Linked DNA regions of Mus musculus: region 2 is linked to region 1. The links are chromatin contacts, called in public promoter capture Hi-C maps. All regions are on one chromosome and are shown on one strand. The core of a region is the stretch at or near the end of the contact, and the rest is flanking DNA. Distances in the headings are between cores, read along the strand shown. Region 1 holds the start of 1700012A03Rik (RIKEN cDNA 1700012A03 gene). Region 2 has its middle 47 kb from the start of Akr1b3.

Region 1 (5,905 bases), core at 1,955-4,454:
ATATGATATTCTCACTTCCTTCATAAGCCTCATAGCATTTAAAGCCTGAAGTGGCTGTATGCGTTCTCCTGCACAGTTGTGCTACAGTCTAGTGAGTAACCCCTCCCCCTCACTGTTAGCCCCTGAGACTGGGGAGACCATTTTCCCAAGAAAACCAATGACAGCAGCGATTCTGACTAACTAATAGCAGTGTAAAGGTAAGCCTTTCGTAAGTCTAAATGAACAGCAGCTTTCACAATGCAAGCATACCAAAATGAAGAGGGAACTCAAATGTTGGGTCCCAACAAGCACTGTGGAAGATGGGAGTAGGGTGGGGATCCAAAGGATGGAAATTTTGTTTCATTTCAAATTATGTAAAGTCTAAGGTGATGACTTTAGAGCTAACCACCAAGAACAGAGAGATTGAATGTATTCCTCTGGAAACAGCAGATATACCAAATAAGATAAAGCTGACTTAGTCTGAGAGAAGCATGCTATGAGAAAATATGGAGAAAGAACCATTGGAGTGACTGTCAGGTCTGTGAGGGATCTGGGATTAACCAGAGGGTACTATGTTAGCTTCTTACTAGCTTCCAGGAAGCATGAAACTCCTGAGTTTTATATGGGATGGAGATAAAGGGTTCTGAAACTCATACACAGCAATCAGCATGAGCACCATACAAGAGCCTGGGTTCCCTTTGTGCCCTATGCCCCATGGGAATGCCTATACTGATGTGGTAAGTGTGCTGGGCTTGTGTTGCGGCTGAGGAAAGCTGAGACTGGGGAATCTACTTTTTTGTTTTTTAATAGCAAGAGGCAAGCTTGCCAGTGGGTCCCAGAGGGAGCCATGGCCTAATTCTGTAAGATTTTTTGGTACAAATGCAACCCTGAGAAAAGACCCAGGCCATGGGCAGTCAGATCCTTGTCTTCTGGGCATGCTCAGAAAAATCTGCAGAAGCTTGAGAGATCTGCTGAGGAGTTTCTATCCAAATAGTTGTAACTACACAATACGGTCCCATAAACAGATCCAAACGCATTAGGGTTAGCAGTGACAGACATTCATTAAACTTGCATTTTAAAAGAGAGTTTGAATCTAAAAGGTATGCCATTTATAAGAACCATATAAACTGTAGTTTCTCTTTGGACCTTAAGTGTTAGCCCATGCTGTATCTTGACTGGCTAAATGTGTGTGTGTGTGTGTGTGTGTGTGTGTGTGTGTGTGTGTGTGTGTGTATGTGTATGTGTGTGTGTGTGTAGAGGGGTATATGTGGACTGTATGCACATAGTGGCTGTGACGTGGCAGTAAGAACATGCAGATTATTTCTGTTCTCTTCCTTTCTCTGTGCTTTGTCAAGTCCGTTCACACCTTTGCAAGATAGATGCCGAGAATTTGCGGTAAGAAGAAATGAAGGAAGCATGCTATGTAAACACTCGCCCAAATAGAACCAACGCCACAAAATAAATATTGTAAAATGTATTTTAGGCAGAATTCCCCCGAAGCCCGAGCTCCCCACTAACTCAGGATGAAGCACGTCATTATTGTATAAGTGAAGAAAGAGAGGGATATGAGGAGACATGTGCCGACATGGAACAGTGAAGATGAATGCCCAGTGAGGTTCAGGAGAATGGGATACGTGTCCAGAAGTGGGAGGTGGTCAGGATGAGGTGACCCTGGCTAGGGAGTACTCTGCTTTGGGCAAACAGTACACATGTGGCTCATGGCATGTGGCTGGTTTATTGTAGCTTGCTTGAGAAGCAGAAGTGTGTGTTTGAGAACTTTATTAGCAAAGGCAGGGAAGAGGGGAAGCCACATAGAGGCAGACGCTGCCTTCCTGGAGTAGGTAGGTGGCTGATCATCGTGGCTATGCAGATAAAGCCAGAAACACCTGCCTAGAAGGGCCCACTTGAAAGCTTAACTCTACTGAGTCTCATGAAAAGAAATGGTCCTGTGTGAGCTGGGTGTTAAGTTACAGGTGGTATGAACAGGCATATTGCTCTTCTGGAAAACTGAGGCTGACTGGCAATAATTGCAAAAGGATGTTTATGTACTGAGAATGAAGAGTCTCATATTGGGTCAGCTGAGGCCAGAGTCCAAATTTAACTCTTTCTAGACACCCCAGAGTGGGAGGTGGTCTGGAGTTAGTTTGTTGGCTATGGCTATGGTTGATGTTGGCTGACTAATTGTGCACATGTGTGTGAGTGTGTATGTGTGTGTGTGTGTTTTGATGGTGTTGTTCTAATGGGAGGGGTTGCTAGGGATGCTAGTTTCGCTCCTTCCCCCACCCCCCTTCTTCATCTTCTGTCAACCCATTCACACCTTTGCAAGACAGATGGGGAAAGACTGCTTCTGTGGAGTATGGGATTTAACACCTGGCTCCCTGGACTTGGGGCCAGGGAGGGGTCTGGTGTATATGTGTCAGGAGCTGTTGGAGAGGCTCCAGAGCATCTGCCTAGGGACACAGTGGACAAAAATCTGGAGATGTCTCTACTGGAGGCTGAGGAGATGAGGAGAGCATCATACTGTCTTGAGGGCTAAAAAAACCACTCACTCACCCAGGCCACGTGCTAACAAACTGTTGGCAGAGGACTAGAGAAAGATATTTTCAAAAGCAGCAGCAACAAAAGTTGCAAAGGACTCCATCAGGACTGCAGACCCCTCTCTGCATCTCATTAGCGCCTGGAGGTAGGAGAAGAGATTCTGGCTGGAGCTGCCTGGAACTGCCTGTACCCAAGGGGTCTGAAAACCAATGCAAAAACCCAGAGTTGGGCTGGGGACAAGCAGGGGCTGCTCAGAGCTTGAAAAAGGCCTCTCGGATGCTGTTTGTTGGTCTGTTCCCTGTGTGCAAGTTTCCATCAGACTCCCTTGCACTTAGAATGCTAGCACTCTGGAAGTTGAGGAGGTAAGATTGCTATCTATACATTATGGCCATACAGGGAGTTCCAGAAAAGACAAAGAGAACTACAGAGGGAGGCCCATCTCAAGTCAGCAAAACCAACAAACAGCAATAAAAACGTATTAGATAACTAAATCCTTTTGTGTGGGGCATTTTTGTTGTTTGTTTCTATTTCTTCAAACGGTCACAACTTTCTCATACATTTGAAATGCAAGCCTTAGCAACAATCTCCATGAAGATGAATTGCCCTGTCTTCAGTCAACTCTTGATGTCATAGCACAGATGTGTCAGTTGGCTGATGGTGACTCTAAGCACATAGAGATTTCTCCCCACCCTGAGCCTGCCACTCACCGCTGAAGTACAGACCCTCCTTTACAGCTAGAGGATGGGCTCCTCTTTCCTCTCTGGAAACCAGGCAAGAAAATTGACAACAAATTCCCTCAGTTTACCCTGTAGAGTTCTTAACCCTCCTTGCTTGGGGTGTCATGCCCCGACCTTTTAAGGAAACTCATCTTGACCTGGAAGTTGGGATGAGATACGTCAGACTATAAGCATCTCTGTCTGTTGACACAAAAGAGTAGAAGCAGGACCAACAGACACAAACCAATAGAAGCAGGGATCACATCTGACCTCAGGATGAGGGTTTCTGCTACTCTAAATCCTTGGGCACAGGATGCTGATCTCTTTAAATCAAATGGATACATATGCTATGTTCTTACTCTATAAAATGGGAATGGGAAGTGAAGAATGACGGTCACAAAGAGTCTGTGATGGTCCACTGGTTGGAGCTAGGAAAGATTTCTTGCTAAGAACCTCATTCCCGCAGCCAAGGCAACCAGAGAAGCTGACAAACGTGGCTAGATTCCAGGACACTGTGTGCCTTGGATGCAGGGTGAGCTGGGGACCAGCCATCTCACTATAGAAAACAGTTGAGTTTGCAATAAGCTTTGGACATCAGGTCCCCAGAAATGGCAATGAGCTTTTGTGCAGTTATTATGCTACAAGGAACTCTTGCCATTGGTTACCTCAAGTGGGGAGCTATGGTAGGTGGGGTTAAGAAGAGACTTGGGCAAATATTTGGCCAAAGTCCAGGTCAGCTGCAGAGAGACACTGTGAACTCACAACACCTGTGCAGTATGCCCAGCGGTAGGGAGATGGTTTTGTTTTTGCACTAGGTTGCACAGGGCATTGTTTGTAGCATTAGTATTGTAGAACATTGCCTGTGTAGGGCTGGAGTAAGAAAACAAAGCACAGAAAACAAAAACAAAAAGCCTGACTGCCTGGTGTTGTAGCTTGCCCAGTTAGACGAGGACAAAGGAATAATAGCTCATCACCCTCACTCCTACTGTCTGTATCACTTCTGTCCAACTGTATAGGTGGGGACCGACTCACCTGGAGAGATGTTGAAGTAGAACTATGAAAACCAAACCCAAAGCAACTTCCAGGAGACTCCAAAGTAAGCCAAGCATGAGTGATGTGAGTGGTCGGTCAGGTTTACTTATGGCTGTGGAGCCAGGAAGCTTAATTTGAGGTTAGTGAACGAACAGCCAAGTCACCATATTTGAGTGGTCCCAAGAGTAACCTGAGAAGAGAAGCCCACCCTTCATCTTGCTTCACCTCCTGGCTCCTTTGTCACCTGACACTTCGCTTCCTCATTGCTGAACTCTCTGGAAGGACCATGGATACTGACATGAGACGAGCATACACTGTTATTCATTCACGTGTCCATGCCTCCTGGCAAGGGTGCGTTGACCTTCAGGAGCTTTCCACTGAGGTACTTCCTGTTTCCTTTCCTTACTTTATCCTCAACTTCCCTTGTCCCCTCCAGCCTGGGCCCTCACATCAAAACGAGTAACGTAAAATGCATTGAGATATCTTTCTCTTTGACTTCCTCTGGGCAAGAGGCTCTAGAAAATCATGAGAAACAATCTCCCAGACTTTGAAGACAAGGCTTTGGGTCCTGGCTCTGAATGGCCACACAAGTGTCTCTAAGTTTCTGTTTCCTTGTTCATAAAGTAGAGGGGTAAGCCAACAGACGTCTCAGGGTTATTGTGGGATAACTGTAGTAGCATGAAGCATGAGTTAGTATAATCTGTGACACATAGCACGTGCCATGAGAAAGCGGAGTGAGATGCTAAGCAGACTTGAATCCCCTCCAGTGTGGCACAGTTAGCCTCAGCAGCAAGGAAATGGAAGCAGAATAAACCATCCTTGGTGCCATGGAAAGAACACCAGCCCCCCATCCATGTCCCTCTCCTCTGCCCGCCATGAGCAAATGGCTAGTAACCCACAGTGGCAGCTTCAGGACAGATGCCTTTGTGTGGAGGAGCCAGATTTGGTGGCCAGGGACTTGGTCCCATGGGGCAGCACAATTGAATTTTTCCTTTCCATCTGACAGTTCAGGACTGGATGTTTCTTTCCAAATGAAGGCAGTTCTGGAAGGTCGTTGGGAACAGCGGATTGTGATTATGCTGGCACATTTTTAATTCTGTCTCATTACAGCTGCTGTTAAGGCTGCATTATAATAATTGCTTTAGTTCTGCTTTGGTATTTTCAGGCTCCTTTAATGTAGCTGTAATCTATGTGTATATTAAAGTAAGCAGAGCCAAAGAGCAGGAGCAGCCTTGTTAGACCAGAGAAATGAATGTTTAGGAGGTGGGATGGGGAGCAGGCAGGCTGGAGAACCTCAGGACAACAGTGGGAGTGGAGGGTCTGGCCCCAAGCCTGACGCACATTCATGCTGTGACTTTGAGCCGGTCCAAGCTGCCCGTGTCAGTTCTCCCATCCATTAGATAAATTTCAAAGGATGTCTTGTAAAGGTCTGAGGAAAAAGCCCAAAGCTGGCAAGCAGCCTGGAGCATGTCAGCATTGGGCCCTCTGGTGTAGCAAGAGCAGAACCCCAGGAAGAGCCTGCCCCTTCCTTTCCAACAGCCTCCAGAAGGATGGTCATATGATCTCTGGGCCAAGGACAGAAGTCACATGAGTGGCAAGACCACCCTACCCCATTTCCAGGGACAATTTTGCTTGGATCA
Region 2 (5,827 bases), core at 1,968-4,467, 2.2 Mb after region 1:
AGCCAGGGCTACACAGAGAAACCCTGTCTCGAACCCCCCCCCCCAAAAAAAAACAAAAGCAAAAACAAAAAGAGGACACTAAGCCTTTGGTGAGGCACAGTGCAGTGTCACTTTCTTAGATTTTTTTTGTTTTTTAAGATTTATTTACTTTATGAATATGAGTACACTGTAGCTGTCTTCAGGCACATCAGAAGAGAGCATCAGATCCCATTACAGATGGCTGTGAGCCATCATGTGGTTGCTGGGAATTGAACTCTGGACCTCTAGCAGAGCAGTCAGTGCTCTTAACCACTGAGCCATCTCTTCAGCCCCCTTCTTAGATTTGTTGAACTGTGTCTTCATTAGGGTTTTATTGCTGTGAAGAGACACTATAACCATGGCAATTCATATAAAAAAATTCCACTTAATTGGGGCATTCTTACAGTTTCAGAGTGCGACTTTTCATGCACAGAGTATAAGAAAGAAAGAACTCATCCAGCCATACCCGAGAGAGTTGGCATACGTGAACACAAACTCCAGGACTAAGCCATCAGCTAGATGGGAGGGAAGGACCTCTGTTCACAGGCCCGCCATTCTGTAACAAAAGACATTCCCTCTGAAGAGTGAGTCTGGGCCTCTTGGTTTGCAGAGTAAAGAGCTTTTGAATCGTATTGCCAGTGACTGAGACATGCATCCTCCGAATGAGGGAGGCAAGGTCACAAATGCTGCTGACTGGTACTCCTCCCCTCTTCCAGAGCTCACTGCCCCACCTCAGATTTGTCAAGTCCTCACTTCTTCATTTCACCCCTGGGGCAACTGGGAAATGCTGATGATAACTAAACATCTGGCTTGGAGACACAGACCAACATGGGACCCTCCCAGCGTCTGAGGACTCAGCATGTCACTGTCCCTGCAGACCAGCAACCATTCATCATTTGAAGGCGTCACAGGTTGATCCCCTTAGAGATCAACACAGCTTCTAGGGACAATATCTGGAAAGGACAGATACTACAGATGCAAAGTGACACAAATTGAGCAGCTGTATGACAGCATCAGTTTATCCTCTAGAGAACTCAGGAGCCCCTCAGAGGCATCCCACCTTGAGACCACCCTCCCTGTAACTACCAGCCATAGAGATCTGAGAAGATGGGGCTTGGAGTATCTTGGGCTGAGGACAATTCCCAAGTTCAACTGAGAGCCACGAGTGGTCATCACTTTTTGTACCTTGTTGGTATAGTAGTTGATATTGATGACCAATTTGACAGGATCTGGGATCATTTAGGAGACAAGTCTTTGGGCATGTCTGTGATGGAGCTTCTAGAGTGGGTTGCTGAGATGAGGGTGGTACCACTCATAGGCTGGGTTTGGAGTAAGTGGGAGATGGCAAGGTAAACAGCAGCATCTATCTTTCTTTGCTTCATTACTACAGGTGCAATGTGACCAGCTGCTTCGTTCCTACCACCGTACATTCATGAGGCATTGTGTTGGACTTATGCACCATGGTAGACTGCACCCTCAAACTGCCAGCCAAAATAAACCCTTTCTTTCCTAAACCGTCTCCCGTTCTTCACAGTGATGGGAAAGTAACTAATATTCTTGGAGAGTGACTATGTCAGTTGCAAAGAAAGAAGGCCCAGGCAGATGGGGGGCATCTACTTCTGGAGATGTCACTCGCCACCCTCACAGACAACAGCCACTCCTGCAGGATGCCCTCTATAGAGGAACAGAAAGTTTGGATATATGAAATGAAGGTCTTGTCAGACGACATTATTTGTGGCCTTATGTGAATTAGTGCCTTAGCCAGTGCTGTATCCCAGAAGCCTGAAGGAGAATTCTGCTGTCCCCAGCGGCGCTGGAGGGATGACACTTTTACACCAGCCACGCGGCTGTTTGTTTGGATCTCGCCACACTCCTCTGCAGCATTTCATTGTCATGGACATCATGTAGCAGCGAGGCAGCTGAGAGATGGAAATGAGCTCCCAATTTGTCTTTGGAAATTTTTCTCCATTATGAGACTAGAAAGATTAAAGGGATAATAACACCTTATACCCATATCATGCTTCCCTCCCAGCAAAGAGCTTTCATATGCACATTATCTTATTTGAGCCTCGCAATAGTCCTGTGGGATAGTTATAATTGGAATTATTATTCATTTGAGGGGTAAAAAAAGTCTCTATAACTATGGAAACTTATGCCTTTTCCTTACTCATTTTTTAAACCACTAACCTTTCCATTGTCTCAAAATCCTAGAAGGGGGCCAGAGAGGTGGCCCAGCAGGTAGGAGTGCATGCTGGTCTTGCAGAGGATCTGAGTTCACAGCAACTCATATCTCCTGTGACTTTAGTACCGGAGGAATATCAACACCTCTGACCTCCGTGAGCATCTTCACCTATACACACATACCCAAACCTGTGTGCGTATGACAGTTGAAAGGAAAAACAACTTTGTAAAACTTTGGAGGTTTTGGAGGTCTGGGTGGTGGCTCAGCAGCTAAGAGCGCTTACTGTCATTGCAGAGGATCTGGGGTTAGTTCCTAACACTCATATGGTGGCTCACAACTGTCTATGGCTCAAATTCCAGGGTATCTGATGCCCTCCTTGGCTGGCCTCCATGGGCTCTTGCATAAACTCATACAAGCACGTGAGATAAACAATTTCTTAAAATCCAAGAAGGGTATATGAAGCACAGTGATAAGCAGAGAATTCCCGCGCTCAAGGTCAGCTATTTTCTAACAATTTCCCATCTCTGAATTTAGGATGCAAGCGTTAAGACATTGGTATTAGACTGCTGCCAAGCAGAGGCACACAGAAACTGTCCATTTCAGTGCAGCTTGTTTGGGGGTGGTTTAAAAAAAAAAAGAAGACGAAGTAAACTAAAATCATAGATTGTGCACAGCTAGCCGCCCAGTGGGTTACTATAAACTAGGCACAGGGCTAACAAACACTAGGGAGAAATGGCCACATTTGATGAGGGTTCAGGGGAGCCCAGTTGCAGCAGGCTTTCCCAGAAGAGGCACTGGGAGAGCCTAATCCTCGATGGATCCCCTCGAGCAGGTGGAAATGTATCAATGGGACTCGGGCCTGATGTTAATCCTGAGCCTACTGCGCTCCATGCAAGTAAGCTAAAATGAGGGCTGAAACATTCACTGTGTTGCTGTTGCATCCAGATCAGCATTTAGTTCCCAGGCTGCTCCTTCGATGCCAGCCAGCCAACTGAACAGCCTGCTTTTTCTGTGGTCTGTTTTCTAACAGTGTATTGTGTTCTCAGTGTGTGTACTGAATTCGGTAGGACTGGATTAGAATAATGTCTGACTGCAGCTCTCCTTGCAGGAAGAGAGTCCTCCAACTGAGCTCTCCCAGGGTCTTGGGGAGGGAGCCTCTGCTGTGCTCCCTTCTGCACCAACTCAGCCATCCTATGTGCACCCAGGTGATGCATAAGCTGCTCCCAAGAGAAGCAGCAGGCCTTTGAACGAGGTAGTTCTTTTCATAGTTGTTTGTCATGTGTTTTCGTTCCCCTCCTGGGTGGAGTATTACTAACAGGATTAATAAACAAAAAATATCAATACCGTGAATACTGACACATAGATTCTCTAGGAGTGTGATTTATCACTGGCCTTGGGAAGCAAAGTCATGTGACATACCCTTTCATGCTGCCAAGAAGAAAGCAATGTTTTGTGCACATCTGGGGCTCCCATCATCACTTTTTAGGGGTGCAGATGAAGGAGGAGGTGCTAATTCTGGGAGCTTACGTAAACTCCATAGCACCAGTAGCACTTGACATAGGATTTTCTGATCAGGCTGGGTCTTAGAGCTTTTCTCTCTTGTGTAGAGCTGACATTTGAAGGTGCACTTGTTCCACTGCTGGAGAAGTCATTAGCTGAAACTTTAAAGTGAAATTTCCTCCAAAAAGATAAGGATCTTTTTACAGATTTTCAGAGTGTCTAGAGAGATGCCTAAACTCTAAGTACCTGTTTGGAAGTGTGGGGTTGGAATTTGTAAAGTGTGGGGGTTAGATAGGAAGAGGTGATAATTTGAAATAACTGTGGCAGTCCCTTATGCAACAATTTTGGGTGGATGGGGTACGTTTCCAGATTTGACTGTTTTGAGGAATTATTTGTTAAGCGGCATGAATGCATGCACATCTTGTGTGGGAGAGTCAGTCCTTGAAGCATCCTGGGGTCCAGAAGAGACCCTCTGGATAGCAGTTAAGATCTCAACTCCTAGCTTTGAAACTATCATTTCCATGACCATGGGTGTCTTAGTTAGGACTTTATTGTTGTGAAGAGACACCATGACCAAGGCAACTCTTATAAAAAAGAAACATTTAATTGGGGCTGGCTTATGGTTTCAGAGGTTTAGTCTTATCATTGTGGTGGGAAGCATGACAGTATGCAGGCAGACGTGGTTCTGGGAGAGCGAAGACTTTTACATCTTGATCCACATGTGTCAGAAGGGGACTGGGAGCCACACTGGAAGTACTTGAACATAGGAGACCTCAAAGCCTGCCCCTATAGTGACACATTTCCTCCAACAAGGCCACAGCTAATCCAACAAAGCCCTACTTCCTAATAGTGCCACCCCTATGGGCCAAGCACTCAAACACATATGTCTATGGGACCTTTTCAATCCACCACAATGGGTAAGTCATCTATTGTTTCTGTCCCTCTTTTTCCTTATTGATCAAATGAAAAGACAAGAGATTTGTGATAGACATTTTCTCTCCCTCCATGATGCAGATATAGGCCAGATTAGACCAGATTAAAAGTAAATAAAGACAGGTTTATTAGGAAGTGACTCTCCGATGGGTTCACCAATCTCACAGGTGAAGGCGAGTGAAGTCACAAGCCTAGGCTACCGAAGGGGAGTTTTATGGTCCTTAGATGAGAAGGGATGATGAGTCAGCTAGCAGCTGGGGTCATGCTCATATATGCTCAAAAACTGGGCCCCTGGGCTGGCACTCTTGGGAGGGTTGCCAAAACCACAGAGATGGGGGTGGGTGATGGCTTGTTAGTCTGGAGTTTTCTCTATGCATGTGGGGTTGGGGGAAGGAGGACAGACGGGGTTTCCCAGCTTGTTCGGGGGATGAGAAGGGGTTTCAGGCTAACAATCTGTCTCCAGAGTAGCTCAATATTTTACAAATGAGTTTATTTGGGAATCAAAACTTTATAAAGGATGCCATTGCTACTGCCTTTGGTGGCAATCCCCTGAAGCTTGAAGGAGACATGTCCTTCCTATGGGCCATTCTTCATCTAAAAGGGGAACCTGGAGGACTAGGGAGCCAGGGAACAGCATCAGGATCCCTGGGGGACAGTAAGGTGGGATTTACCATTGGTGCTGGAGAGCTAAGATATCCCAAGAGACAGTTAGACACTGCCAACCAGATGCCACTATTTCTGGTCTCTCCATCCTCTCTCCTGCCTTTTCTTGCTAAGACTCCCCTCTTATTGGAAGTTTCTGTTTAAGGAACAAAAATCTCTGAGGGACAGAGGCATACTAAAAGGAACAGGAAACTTACGTGTGCAAAGCTGTAACCGGAGAGAGAAGCTAGCCCACTTCCTCAGTGAGCAGGAGAGGGAACCCAGCCCACCTCTTCACTGTAAACAAGAGAGGGAAGCCAATCAGCCTCTTCAGGGTAGTGGACAGAGATAGAAACAAGGTCTAGAATGGGATAACAGTAGAAGATTCCAGAGCAACATGATATCAGCTGTAGGGAGCAGATGTCCCAGGTAGCCCTAAGATGTCTGTGTTTTTCAGAAGATCTGAAAATAGGAATGAGGTTATGAGCACTGGCCTGCCATTGCTGCTGAAGAGGCCAAGTGTGGCTAAGCTATGTTCCTCCAAAAGTATTC

The links. Promoter capture Hi-C pulls out the DNA fragments that hold promoters and counts their contacts.
Region 2: a contact with region 1 is called in a promoter capture Hi-C map of hippocampal neurons, with 5 times the contacts expected there. The contact joins the enhancer-like site here to the promoter of 1700012A03Rik in region 1. A contact is called at or near these places in 5 of 39 promoter capture datasets (the HPC-7 cell line, cranial neural crest, hippocampal neurons and 2 more).

Annotation. Positions count from the first base shown.
Region 1 is chr6:32,047,084-32,052,988 of GRCm38.p6, forward strand. 1700012A03Rik (RIKEN cDNA 1700012A03 gene) reads left to right here and starts at 3,205. Exons shown (of 3, transcript NM_029587.3): 1 at 3,205-3,288; 2 at 4,250-4,647. The coding sequence starts at 4,552.
Region 2 is chr6:34,267,749-34,273,575 of GRCm38.p6, forward strand. No RefSeq gene overlaps it. Among named protein-coding and RNA genes, the nearest start is that of Akr1b3, 47 kb to the right of the region's middle. Within about 2 kb of position 3,218, at least 20 of the 459 cell types and tissues checked have an H3K27ac peak or open chromatin away from gene starts, as enhancers often do. A contact at or near this core is called in hippocampal neurons, where this site is marked.